2 separate regions of the Lactuca sativa genome follow, and region 1 is linked to region 2. A link is a contact called in public Hi-C data. All regions are on one chromosome and are shown on one strand. The core of a region is the stretch at or near the end of the contact, and the rest is flanking DNA. Distances in the headings are between cores, read along the strand shown. Region 1 holds the start of LOC111898386 (G-type lectin S-receptor-like serine/threonine-protein kinase SD2-5). Region 2 holds the start of LOC111898387.

What was found. Hi-C and Micro-C count contacts between places; a contact is called where the count stands out from the background.
Region 1: a contact with region 2 is called in a Hi-C map of leaf, with 6 times the contacts expected there. The contact joins the promoter of LOC111898386 here to the promoter of LOC111898387 in region 2. A contact is called at or near these places in 2 of 4 Hi-C or Micro-C datasets (both in leaf).

The regions. Positions count from the first base shown.
Region 1 is chr5:71,040,854-71,048,168 of Lsat_Salinas_v11, reverse strand. It overlaps LOC111898386 (G-type lectin S-receptor-like serine/threonine-protein kinase SD2-5), which reads right to left and starts at 1,474. Exons shown (of 2, transcript XM_023894307.3): 1 at 1,187-1,474; 2 at 1-1,089. The coding sequence starts at 385.
Region 2 is chr5:70,678,658-70,686,145 of Lsat_Salinas_v11, reverse strand. LOC111898387 reads right to left here and starts at 5,754. Exons shown (of 4, transcript XM_023894308.3): 1 at 5,213-5,754; 2 at 5,002-5,116; 3 at 4,723-4,837; 4 at 3,091-3,873. The coding sequence starts at 5,313. The coding sequence ends at 3,200.

The DNA.
Region 1 (7,315 bases), core at 225-2,724, 370 kb before region 2:
CGGCGACACCTTTCCCGGTGGTGTTTGTTGACCAGATGACTTTTCCGTTGGTTTGAATGTAAGCATTTCCGTCGTCGCCAAACACAAAGTTATCGGAATTACCAACGGGAGCCCTTCTATTTGCCGACCAAATGACTTTTGAAGTTGTAATGTGAATGATTCCAATGGTGAAGGAAGTGATATCGGCGTTCGGATTGAAACCAAATCCGAAATTAGAGCTGTTTGATAGTAGGAATAAGCCACTGTTGTCTATGAATTGCATTTGAGATCCTTTGAACCCAGGGTTCACTTTGCCAATATATCGAACACTTGATACGCATGTTTGAGGTAAGAAGAGGAAGACCCAACAGATAACGTTGAGAAAGAAGAACAACCAAGCTCTCATTTTTTTTCTTCTTCGAGTTTTTCAAATTCTCAATGGCTTAAAAAAAAGAACAAAGGAAAATCGGGATCTACCAGTTGACTAACTTGCACCAGGTGCAGAAGTGGAAAGAGAATGGAAATTGGGCATCGTGATGAAACACAGACATCGATAAAGCATTAAACAAACGCAAATTGAGGGGTATAAATGTATAATACCAAAATTAAACACGGGGATTGAGAAATCCAGCTAAAAACAAGAACAGGAGGTTTTCATTTTTGGTAGAAACGTCAAATTAACAGCAAATTCAAGGGAAAACGAAAACCCCACCATGAGATGCAGTTAATGAACTATAAACATAAATTGGTGCTCATCAAATTTGGCTAAGAAAAGTCAAAACTACACGTAATTGAGGAAAACCCGACAAAATTGAAGACTAGAGATCGATAAAAGCTGCCATGAACAATAATGGGTCCTCTCCATTTTGGGCAAAAAACGTCAAAATTGGACAAGAAAAGCAAATTTTCTCACCTACGAAACTTTATGAATTGTCTCTATTTTGGATAGAAATACGAAATACAAATTACTTTTCTTCCAGCACATGCCAGCAAGAGAGAGAGAGAGAGAGAGAGAGAGAGAGAGAGAGAGAGAGAGAGAGAGAGAGAGAGAGAGAGAGAGAGAGAGAGAGAGAGAGAGAGAGAGAGAGAGAGTCTGCGTACGTCAATTTCCTGAAATTAGAAAAGAGATGAGACGAATTTGTTATTGCTGAGGTCAAAGAAATAGGAAGATCTGAGGTGGGGTTTAGAAATTCGAGCCTATACTTACACAGATACAGATACATGTATGTGTATGTATATGAATTATGTATGGATGACAGTAGATCACGAGAGGTGAACATAGTGGGTTTAAAATATGAAAGATTGATGAAAGCGTGAAGATGTCGATACAATTAATGTGAAATGGGAATTGAATTAGGGTTGATGGGTGGTAGATGAGATGAAATTGAATGATGGGGGGTCAAAGGTCTGCCCAACAAACTTGTTCGCTACTACTCGCCACTTCATCCCCTTCAAAAGAAATACACTTTCTCCTTTCTCCCCCCACACACCATGTGTCATGTGTCTTGCTATTGAGACTTGAGAGGAAGATGCATGTATTATATTTTCATTTTTTAAATATCTTTAGTTAGGATTAAATATAAATATAAATATAACAAGGTTTATAAATTATTAACTAGTTTACTGAAATTGTATATATATGGTTTGATTAAATCCAAAAATAACAAGGTTTATAAATAATTGACTAATTTACTGGAATGGTATATATGGTTAGATAAAAAAATGGTTTTGTTTTTATATATTTTTTATGTAGATCATATGTATGGTATTTTGTATTATAACTTCTCTTCTTGTACATAAAAACATTATATTGTCTTTAAATATATTTATTTGTGCAATAGATTGTTTATTAATTTAAACATTTAATCCCCACCGTTACTATTCCTCAAATCCTACCCCACTTCATATCCTTTTTTTGTTGTTTCCCTTGAAAACACACCTATAGTCTTTTCTCCTTAATGGTTTTTCGTCTACAATATCCATTTCTTAGCTCTTGTAAACACATCACCTACACATACACCTATACGATTGATGAGTTTTAATACAAAATATAAGTATGTTTTTTTTTTTTATAAAAACTGGTCAAATGAAGCGTTCAAAATAACAAGTTTATTTTTGAGTTTATAATAAAACCAAACCATCTAGGATCAATTTGTAGATGTTAGAATGATATTAAAACAACCATAGAGTGTTTTAGAATGACAACCTTTGGAGCCTTCGAACCCACTTAGTTTTAGGGTGTTGATGATGATAGACAAATCAGAGTATGATTTTCTCTACAAGTATCCACCATCAAGATTAAGACAATTGAAATGTTAGTTCCTTCTTGTATAAAATATTTTTTTATACCTTTAAGTGTTTAACTCAAATAAGCACTAAAGGAGAAGTACATTAGAGCATTATTTCTTCAACATATTTCAAAAGACAAGAAGAAGAGGGAGGGTGAGAGTGGTTTCGGCCACAATGAAAAAGAGAGGAAAAGTAGTGAAAAAGCTAGCCAAAACTTCATGAAAAAACCTTCATTTTATACTCTCATGCAAGACATACATTTAGATTATAATAAGATAAAGTACTGATAGACTTTTAGGAGCATGAGATATATAAGAAGAAAGTTGACAAATAACATCTTCTTTTATAAAAATGATTTTGGCCATGCCTAAGAAGAAGACAAAAATTGTCTAGCTAGTTTATTAACCATGGTATGTTAACATGTTGACTTGATCATGGTTAACCAAAGTGTGCAAAGCTTTGTACATGACTTGTTGAGAGAAAAACTTTGAGACACACTTGAACAAAAGTTAGAACAAGTATATTGTGGAATAGTTAATCTTAGAGGATCTATGAGCTCAACAATAATATTTAAGTTAGATTGTTAGATGGTTATATAGTTAGTTGCGGAATATAAAGAAAGGAAAATGACAACAATTGTTATATCAAGTATACACATAAGTTGATTCATAACAAGGAATACATTCAAGCCAAGTTAGTGAGTGAGATCAAACTTAGTGATTAAGTCACAAAGACTTGCTCCGAAGAGAGATTGTAATCTGTTATGAAAGAGTAAGTATGAGCGAGTAAGAAATAGATAGAAAGGATAAATCCAGAAAGTTGTATTAGAAAGTGATAGATACGTATTTGATACAAAGAGTATGAGCTCTATTTATAGAGACTCATGAAATACAGCAGAAACGTTCTATATGAGTAGCCATGCAAGGCCTACTGGACAATAGAGAGAATTTAAATAAGACAAAATAAACTGAGTAATAAAGAGTGAATGCGGTTTCTTCTGACGTTGGCTGCGGACGCTTGTAAGAGAGACTTGGCTGCGGATGCGGTGCTGACTGCAGTAGCAAGAATGTTCAAGAGGGTCACTTTAATGATTCAAAAATTTCCCCCTAAGTGACCTCTTTAACTTCTGATCATTTATCAAAATGAAGATACTAGATCAAAATCCACCAGAACTTCCTGACATTCTCCAACCAGGTGATCCTTCTTAAGATCTCAAACTTGACCTCTGCGGTAGTGAATTTGGATTTTTCTACTGCAATTCGGTAGATGTCAAGTTGCTTCCTGGTGAGCCGATGCATGGCAATCATAGGAATAAAATATTTGACGTTGTCGGTATTCCTTTTAAAAATGATGCCAAGTTCAGGAAAGTTGGTTGCACCTAGAGATCTGTCTGCAAAGCCTTCGGTAGGCATCAGTGCGGGGTCGAGGGGTGGTAGATCAACCTTCTTGGAAATGATGGGATGGATGTCCGCATCAATCTTGGCAAAATCGCAAATAGTTTCCATCAAGAAGTTGTTGGCCCTGTCAAGTGCAGTATTCATCTTTGGGTGTTTCTCAGCCTTATTCTGAAATACCTTGGCAATGAGAAAACTTCCTCCGAATTCATGTTGGGGAAGTCCGCTTGGGAGCGAACATAGTCATGTCCCCTTCGGGTGAGGGTGTCTGGAAAAATTCTGCCTTCATGAACTTCCGAACCTTGTAATTTACGACTGCGGATGGTCTTTCATTGGACCATATGTGCTCTATAGGAGAGGCATACTTAGTATAGAATTGACTAAGTCTCTCAAACTACATAGGCGGTCTTTTAGCATCGGGAAGGCTTCGGTCGAACTGCTCAAATACAGTGAAGTATCTGGCATTGGGCGAGATTGGAACATCCCAGTATCCATCAGGAGGCGGTTCTGCATATGTGAGGTGGGGAACGTAATCTTCATCTTGCAGCCTTCTGTGGGGATTGACCCAAGAGTTGATTAGGGATTCGTCCATGACAGTGTCGAAACCACTTAATCTCTAGATTTCTTCAGCAAGTTTGGCTGACTTCCAGTCTTTTTTCTTTTGGATGGTGGCAGGAGAATCGGTTGAGCTTGGAGATGACATATGTTCCGCAAGGAGTTTAAAATGTGGGGGAATCTCTAGTTTTTTCTGGGGTGATTTCAATATGAGGTGGAGATTGGTGAGGTGGAGTGTGATGGGATGGTTGCGGTGTAGGGATTTTTTCAGTGATGATGGGGGGACTTTGATGTGGAGAATGATGGACTTCTTCTTCACTTCAACCTCTTGAGGAATGCGCCCATGGAGCTTCCTCAAGCCAAGACCGAAGGCCATCTACCTTGGAGAAAATTTCTTGAAACTGAGACTTCATGGCATCAGCCAGTTGTTGATTATTGGGGATAGAGGAGTTGAAAAGCAGTTTGTGGATTTCCTTGACGAGATGAAGAATCTCAGGACCATGGAAGTTTGTTGTCAAGGACCGTTGCAGGCGATTGATAGTTGATTGAAGAACAAAGATTGCGGACTCATAGGCCGAGTGAGTCTCATCAATCAATTTTGCTGAATTAGAGGCTTGATCTGAAATGGCTGCCTGAAGAGCTGTCTTGAATGCGGTGACTTCAGTGATGAGACGATCAGCAATAGCAATAAATTCCTTGTGGTCAGCTTGATGATTATTGTCAAGGGACCTGATCCCCATTTCTACTTTCAAAGAAATCCGCTCCACAACCATTCTCTCACGCGCTTCCAGTCACTCAATCCTTTCAATCAGTGACTGCGGTCCAAGAATATCATCTGGTTGCGGTTGAGTTGGCTTGACTGTAGCCAGGATTTGATCGACCTTGGCTTGGAGATTTAAGAATTCTTTTCTGGTCACCACATTCTTCTTCTTCTTCTTCTTCTTCTTCTTTTTAGGTTTTAAGGTAGAGTGGTGAGAACCATTGGATTCTTCACCTTCATCAAACATCATTAAGTCATCATCAGAAGGAGAGGGTTTGTTTACCTCTTGAATGTCATCATCATCAAGACCGAAGGTGGGTGCAGAGTTGATTTCGATTTCGGGTCCTTCGTCTTGTGATGCTTCAACGACTGGAGTAGGAGGAACTTTGGATGTTTGTTGGGCAGCTGCATCTGCCTGATGCTTTTGAAGAGATTCAGCCATTTGATCCATCCAACTTTGAACTTTAAGAATGGTGGCTACGGTATTGGCATTGCTGATAGCATTTGCCTAATACTTAGCCACAACTTGTATTTCTTGTTCTTTCTGTTGCTGCTGCTTGACTTGTTGATCTTTACGGGCTTGGAAGGCCCTTCTGAAAGCTGCATACTTTTTGGCTTCAGCTTCGTTAGATGTTTGATACCGGCTCCAAGAATCATTTGAGTCATCATCATCAATTCCTTGTGTTCGCACCAAGGTGTCCCTTGGGTTCATGGATCCTTGCACAGTATTGCTCACCGTGCCTAAACCACCTGTATCAGATGTAAGCATAGTATAATTTTCTGAGCGTACTTGGTCTCCTTGACCCGTGGTCAAGTGTGGCCTTAACTCAATTCTGGCAAAGGCAGAAAAAGTGCCCTGCGGTTGGGAAGGTGTTTGCAGTGTTTGGGTGACGTTCAAAAGTATGGAGTTCAACTCCCCAGAAGAAAAGAAGTGCAGTCGGGAAGCCCTGAAGACCTTAGGGCGTGGACCAGTATCATCCTCTTGGGATAGTACTGGTGGGGGGTCTCCACGATGAGATGAAACGTGCTCACTTGATGAGCTTGAGTGGAATTTGATGGTTGTGTTGAATGAGTCTGCGGCAACTCCAAGGACTACCGGAGCCTGTTGAGAGGCTGAGGTATCAGTCCGGTCACGCATTTGGCTAGGGGGAGTGGTTTTTCTCTTCTTGAGAATGGCAATTGGTTGCGCATCCTCATCTGAATCACTGTCAGGAACGGTGACAGTTTGAGACTTATGCTTCTTTGAGGGTGCGGTTGTCTTGGGAGCATTCTTCTTGGGGGTTGGAGGTGATTTCTTGGATGCTAACTGGTTTCTTCTCCCAGAGACATTAGAGAGAGTGGTCGAGGAATAGACTGCGGTACCTTCAGGGATAACAACTGCGGATGGAGGAGGTGGGGTAGGGGGTATGGGGCAATACCCTCCGTAGCCTCTATGTGGTCTGAGACATCAGCAATCTCAAGTCCAAGGGTTGAAAGAATGTATGTTGGGAGTCTGTGGATAGGTCCAAAGGGAGTTTGATCAGAAGAGGGAGTGTACCTTTTAAGATCCTTGGTGACGAAGAAGTTGATGTCGTCACCCATGCTGATTCATGTGTCTGAATGAAGGTCCGAGATGCATAAGGACCAAAACCTAGAAAAGGTGAGCTCGGTTGGTTTCTCCTTAGGACTTTCCTTGGGAATGTATTGAAGGAAATCATCCCAAAGAATTTGGCCATAGTTGACGTCATGGCCAGTGAAAATACTCCAAACCAGTTCCAAAAGCTTGAGACCCATGTTGTTGATGCCTCCGGTTCTGCCGGAGAGACTGCAGATGACATAGTGGCAAACATATTGCCACACCGCAGACAGTTGGTTCTTCTTAAATTCACCAATTCCCTTGATCTTCTTTTGATAGCCCATCTGATAGAGAGTAGATGTAATGTTTTCCATTAAAGGTGTAAAGAACTTGATAAACGGATGAACCAGAAGATTTATGGCAGTAAGAAACTTCTCTTTTGACAGAATAACCAGGGAATCGTTGATTAAGTTGACATGAACTTCTTGAAGGTTGTTGAGTGGTCGATAGGCAGAAAATGCACACTTGAAGGGTGTAGAGATGGGAACTACGTCTGTGAATGCGTCGAATGGACCGTACAAAGGATGATTTTTCAAGAACTTGATCATCAGCTTGAGTGGGGCATTGTAGGAGGAATGATCGTCGAAGATTGCTCTGAAATTACTGGATGCAATTGTGGGAGAGTTTGAAGGGTTGGAGCTTCCTGATCCAGATGCCCTAGCTTGGTTCTTTGATACTCCTGATTTCACCATTGTTGAAGATTGAGAAGGTATGAAGATTATA
Region 2 (7,488 bases), core at 4,505-7,004:
TGATAAAATTTATCAAAACGTTTCTCAAAGAGAATGTATTTTCATTAAATAATAAAACCTCGGGATATCATGTTCCGATACAGACCAAAAGCATAAACAATATAAAATAGACATTACAACAGTTATTTATAACTATTGATCTATAATCCAAAATCTATCGTCAAGTCCACCCATTTATACTCTTGTGCCATTACCTGTAATGCAAAGAAAACTGAGTGGGTCAGGCTTGGGAGCCTGGTGAGCATGTAGGGTTTTAAACCCACAATAATACATTTATTATATTGAATTATCAAACAATCAACCCAAATACTCATTCCCATTATCTCCTTTATTTCTTAAGGATTTACCTTAAGAATCAACTATCCTTTATCCATTTATTCCTAAAGATTGACCTAAGGAATTGACACAAAGTCCACCACTGCCAAGGTCCACAAATTACGATTGGTAAACACTTAGTTCAACATATTTAACAACCACCTAGTTCTAACACTTCTAGTGAACAATTAATTCAAAACATCTGGTGAATACTTAGTTCTAAAACACTTAGTGAACATACTCAGTTCAACAACACCAAGTGAACACATCTAGTTCAAAAATACTTAATGAACACATTGAGTCCAAAAATACCAAGTGAACACATAGAGTTCGGAAATAACTAATGAACACATTTAGTTCAAACACCAAGTGAACACGTATTTCGTATAAAATACTTCGTATTTATGCGTTAGAAGAAAGTAACCACACACTCACTTGATCAGAAGATGATCGGACAGCACTACGGCTTGTAAAAGTAGTATTCTTCGGTAGATCTGGAAGATCTCTACAAAAATCGAACTTCTCGCGGGCAGAGCTTCGGCTCGGGAATCACGCTCTTCGGGATTCTCGGGGCTTCGGATCTTGCTTCGGGACTCGGGAATGATACCGGGGCTTCGGGGTACTTCTGGCACGCAAATCGATGCAAAACGGGGGAGAGAAGAGAGAAAAATAGCAAAGGAGTCGGCTGCCTTCGGATCCTATTTATAGAGGCTGGAACCTCGGAGTACGCGGGGCGTACTGGTCCGAAATCGTCATTGCGTTCGTCATCCGAAGAACTCGAGTGCGAAGGTCGTCATGCTTCGATGTACGCGGGGAGTACAACAGTACGCTGGGCGTACTTCGGATATGCCCGGAGACTCCCCCTTCGGATAATACCGAGTTTTATAATTAAATTTAAATATTAATTATTTAATAAACTTCGGAAATTCATATCTTCTTCATACAAACTCCGTTTTCGACGTTCTTTATATCCACGCGTAGGTGAGACTACGCTCTACAACTTTCGTTTAGACTTCGTCGGCTAATTTTGACTTTATTTTTATTATTTATTTTTAGTAGGCCCGGACAGGAAAACTTCGTTATAAAATCATAACTTCTTCGTTTGACGTCCGTTCTCGCCTAACTTTTCATCACTTCGATACCAACAACGAGATCTTCGATTCTTGTTTAGATTGTTTTGGCTAAAAACCGCTCGATCTCAAATCGAGTATTTCAGGCTGCATACCGCTAAGCCGAAAATTCGATAAATCATAACTTCTTCATACGAAGTCAGATTTGGGCGTTCTTTATACGTACGGAATCCTTGTAACATATACTACAACTTAGTTAAGATTATTCATTCTAAATAATCTTCTATCAAAAAGTCATTTTTGACGCTTATCGTCTCTAAATTGACTAGCTCTGATCTACGGTCGTTTTATATATATATATATATATATATATATATATATATATATATATATATATATATATATATATATATATATATATGGTTTTTAAATCCCTACAAAAAGAGTATATATTTATAAAAAATGAAGAAAATGAAAGGTGACAATTTCTTGGGTTATGAAGAATGAAAAGAGAGTGGGGGGAAAACTTACGTGACACAGAAAAAATGAAATGTAAAAAGTATATACATCCTCGGGTCCAAACATGACGTTAGCCTAAAGAGGAACACCACCCCCACCATGCGGTCTCAACTACGGTTTGGCCGCATACGGTGAGAAACAACATCTCTCTCTCTCTCTCTCTCTCTCTCTCTCTCTCTCTCTCTCTCTCTCTCTCTCTCGATACTCTCTCGATACACCATACCTAATGTGTGGCAAAGACCACACAAAAGTGTTGTAAAATTGACATAGAGCCCATGTGAGGTCTACGTGGCATAGATGAGAATACGATTCTTATGACATCCTTCTTTCGAGCCTTAAGTAGAATCCTAAATAGTCATTCTAGCAAATGTTTATGGATTTCACAAGCCCAAAACCCAAATATAACTCATGTGTCGTCGTTTGCATGTCACTCTTCGACTTTCACCAATTAGGATCTAACTTCGACAAAAATAGTCTGAAAAAAACTCGGTCCGGTTCCAAGTACCTAGGTCGAGAACTTAAACTAGACCGGATTTTTTAGACCGTCTTTGAGAAAGCTAGACTTAGAATATTTTTTTGGACCACTTAGAGTTAAAGAATGGGTTTGACCCTATATTCACTTCAACTCACACTACTGAAAAAAAAGGAAATGCTCAACAATTAACACATACGCTATTTTAAACTCCAAAGATCATAAGTATCCCCCCACTTTGAAGATGGGCTAACCCAAACCGTACAACTTTCAATGCACAAGGTACAAACCACTTCTTGGGTGGTGTATGGGAAGTGTAGACCCACCAAACTTACACAATTTCAGAATCAAAAGGAGAGATTGGTCAAGCATTAGCCACCACCCAGAACCCCCACCCCCCACCCACACCCCTATCCACCCCTTTAATCATTCCTTTCCTTTTCCCCAGATAAAGTCAAAAATGGTGTTAAAATGATAAAATCCATCTCCATCTCTCTGAAAATTTCAGTGTAACGCGACAGTTTATGTACCCCACTCATCAAACAAGTAAACATATCCAAAAACAACCCATCCCCCACTTCATCGTTAAAGCCAATCACCCCATGCCCCACCAATCTCTAATCTGTTCAGTGTTTAGTCTCATTCGCGTATACACAAATGTTTGTTTGAATCTTTTCATGATTCCGAATATCAAAAACCGATCGACAAATAACATCTCATCAATCAAGAAACTAGATTGCTAGTCGGATTACAAGTAGAGGGTTGTTTCTCTTTTTTAAATGTACAACTAAAGCTAATAATATTTTTAATAACTACTTGCAAACTACAATCCGCCATTAGAGTTAGCTGAAGAAACCTTCGATTGCCAACAAAACTGTAAATTCTCATAAAGATTACCAACCACTGCCTTCCGTTTCCTCATTCTTCCATCCAAATCCACTTTTTCACCTTCAAAACTCCATTGATTTGACTTTTCAAACTCACCCACTTCAAGATTTCGACTCTGTTGACTGGTTTTCATGTTCGAAGGACCTAACCTTAGTGACAAATCACATTCATGTCCATCATCGTGTTCTTCACTAAAACAAGGTTTTTGAAACAACCCTAATTTTCGATTCTCTTTAATCTCAGAATAATTCATCTTTGGATCCATAGGTTCGTTCCCATTTCCGTAAAAAAGAGGGTATACAGATGGAGATTTTGTATTTGGTTGCGATTGAAAAGGGAATTTGTTTCTGATCGATGTTTCATTTGGGGGAATTGGGATTTGGGGTTTTAGATTGAAAGGTGGCACGTTAATGACACGTGGATTCATGATTTGGGGATAATGAGGAGCGAATTGTGTGATTTTTATAGGATTTTCTTGGGGGCATTTGTGTAAATTGTTTGAAGGGCAGAAATTAGAGTCGGGATTCTTGATGTTAAGGTAATAAGTTGAAGTATTGTTCCTTTGGCTTCTTGATGTCCTCATTGGTGTGCATCCAAGATTAAGAGCCGCTATTAAGATATTAAAACAATAAAATTAACAAAAAAAAAAAAAGAGATAACCATTTATGGAATATTTGCTTTTATATAAATTAGAGTCATCAAGATTTCAATAAACCAATTGATTGTTGTGATTTGAATTCGTAATAATCGATTCTCATTGATTGTACAAATTAGGATTAGGAGTTTCGAATTATTTAGAATAAAGTAAATCATATTTGAATAATTTAAACTAATTTCAATCCCACATATGTCGGGGTAGAAGCCCTTGATGTAAGTAGATGTAAAAAGAGAAGAATTAAGGTAAAATATAAAATTATCTAACTATCACAACAAATAGTAACTAAATATGCAACTTTAAAAGTGGCAATAATCATTCTAAAAATGCATTTCTCATCGGATGAGATTTTTGTTTTTGTCACATCAGATTCGCACTAAATTTATATTTATATATAAATACAAGTCTTTTTGGAAAAAGCTCCACCAATAGAACAAAGTTTTTTCAAAAGCTTGTTGTATTTATGATTATTTTTTTAACCACATAACTATCTTGTTATGTAAAAAGCTTTTTATTTTAATAATACATAAAACTTTAAAAGAGACAATTTTAGATAATATTAAGTATTGCAAGGAGTCCCATTGGGGATGCTCAAATTTTGCAAAAGAAAGTTCATTTTCTTTGACTCACAACGTCAAAAGTTTTTTTTTCTAAGATTCTGTTGAAACCAAAGTGACAAATTTACAAAACTACGAGATGCCCATTTGAATCTATGACAATAAGTATGTGAATTTACAAATTTTAAATGGTTTAATGAAAATAAAATAGTAAAAAAAGAGGAAAAGTGATGAATTTGAGGTTACCTTCAATACAAGGTTGCAAGAAATCCCCAGTTTCAGTACTTTCATCCAACCGAATTATTGTGTTAATGGCATCATTAGCTCTTTCCCAAAGGGTTTCAAGATTCATATACTCTGCCTATTCAAGACATAAACGAAGATTAGAATTCACAAAAGTTAAAAATTAGATTCTGTCTATTTCAAAGTAAAAGTGCCCTAAATTCCCTTTTTCGCACAAACCAAAATCGAAATCAAACCTTAAAAAAGAAAGTCTTTTCACTTGAAATGTGTGATTGGAATTACCTCGGAATTTGCTTTTGAGTACATGATTTCTTCGGCTTTTAGAACAACAATCGGTAGCTTATCTTGCCATTCTTTGTTCTTCCTTGTCGCTGAGCTATGGATCTCAGTCACAATCCTAATCAAACACTTGGTGTGCATAAGATTACAACAACAAAACCAGATTCATCATTCATAAACAAGTTCAATAAACAGAAAGAAAAAGAAAAAAAACCTAAAGATTTCTTGAATGAGAGAACCCCTCATGGGTTGATGTCTATCACTATGCCAAGCTCTTCGAACACACTCGTAAGGCCTCGGTCCTGGTCTCGGCATCTTCAAATCTCACGAATTTTTCACTCTATGAAGAACACCGCATGAACAAAACCTGGTTTCTTGACTTGATTTTGACGAAAAGACAACAATCGAAAGGTTGAAACTTAATAAGAAACAAAACCCATAAATAGTTATCGATCTTTTCACATGGGTAATCTTTGATTTTGGAGATCGATGAAAGTAAGTAAGCAATGTGGGTACTGAAATTCAAAAACAGTGTGGAGAGAGAGATAGAGAAAGAGAAAGAGAGAGAGAGAGAGAGATAAAGAAGAAAGAAGAGGGGTTTTGGTTTTCTTTCTTTCTTTGTATCTTTTTTTGTGTCACTTTCTTTTACTTTGATTCACTCAATAATTTGAGGGTTTTATTTTTCTCCATTGAAGTAAGTTTTTAGGGTTAGGGTGTGTCCCCCACTCATCCACATGCCTGCTTCCCCATCTCTCAAGGGTCCATGTCCTTCTGTCTCTACAGTTTACACACAGTAATATAAAGAAGATGAGTGATGAAGAGTAACCCTTTTTTATTATCCACAATATTGTCACTGTCGGTGGCTTTAAAGCAAACCCCAGCCTCATAAGTATCAACACTACAACTTTTTCTTTTTATTACATGGAATATTCTCTCAAAATCAGAAACAATTACTAATCAAAATTTGAATATTGTTTTATGCTATTTATGTTCTTGTTTGATACGATTTAAGATAGTGTTTACTTGATTAGAAGATAAACGAACAATTAATAGGGAAAAGGAAGACAAAAATGGTATTAGAGGATAAACAAATAACAAGTGAAACTTTCGGTATTTTTAGTGGGGTGTTTCTTTTGAAAAGTTTACATTTTTGAATGACCAGTCAAATAACCCAATAAAAAAAATAACGCACATTTCTTTTGTTAAAAGAAGAATTAAGTGGATAAAATTATGAGCTTGGCATCGGTTACAAGTTATTCAATAGAGAGAAAACAATATAGGGGATATTCATAAAAATTGGTGTCTAAAATGGTGTTTTATTTTGAAATATATATTTTTAATAAGATAATTAAGTAAATATGGAACGGTGACACGTATTATAATGAAAATGGATAGAAATATTTATAGGCATAAAAGATAGGAGACAATTTAATTTATCATCAATTTTATAGCAAAAGACAACAAAAATGATTTAAAATATAACATTTTAGACAAAGGTACGTCTGCAACTAATATTTCGTATATTTTGAGCGGTACTAAAATTTTAGACAGTAACGGATCTATAAAATAAAATTAGGTTATGATGGGTTGACGGGTCTAGAATTTCTTTATTCCTGCTTATAAAAACTAGCACTATGGCAACGGCAAAAAAACATATCTACGTTTTAACAAATAAGAATGAAGAAATTGATTTTTCAATGTAGTAAGCATAAAATAAAAAATACCCTCTTCCTAGAAAAGTAAGAATTCAAAAAATAACCATATGAAATTGATTAACATATAAATTAGCAACATCATTCAGATATAATACAACCAAAGAATCATGATATAGGAGTTGTTTTGCGACGATATGCGATGTACTTCAACATCTTAGCATATCATCTAAAAGAACAAGTTCTTCTTATCTTTCCAAAAACAGAACCAAAGAATCATGATATAAAATTAGAAAAGAACTTAAATAAGGGATGATATTAATCACTCTTTCTTTTGTGTGTGAGCAATTACTTATCTTTCTTCCGATACCAACTATATATGCATAAAAACCCTAAAGTAATATATATATATATATATATATATATATATATATATATATATATATATATATATATATAGGTTAAGAATCATACAAAACAGTGAGAGGCAGGTCCAGGTTACGTATCTGTTGACTGAGGGCCAACTTGAGGTAAAGCCACAAAGTCGACCCACTACCGTCAAGATGCGTCTGGTGACCTGCTCTGGTGGACCTAGTAGTTGATTGGTGGTGGCACATGGCCATAAGAGAGTTTAACATAGTAAACGAGTCGGCTATAGTCTAAGAGGCGGAGGAGAGTGTGAGAGTAGAGACTATATGTAACGTCCAAAAATTTATAAGTAAAAATTTCATTTTTAAGTCAATCAAAATCCTCAAATATCCATATCAACCCAACAAAAGTATTTCAATGTGAAAATGGTTATCAGAGTACAATCTCAAAAATCATAAAAATGTTAAAC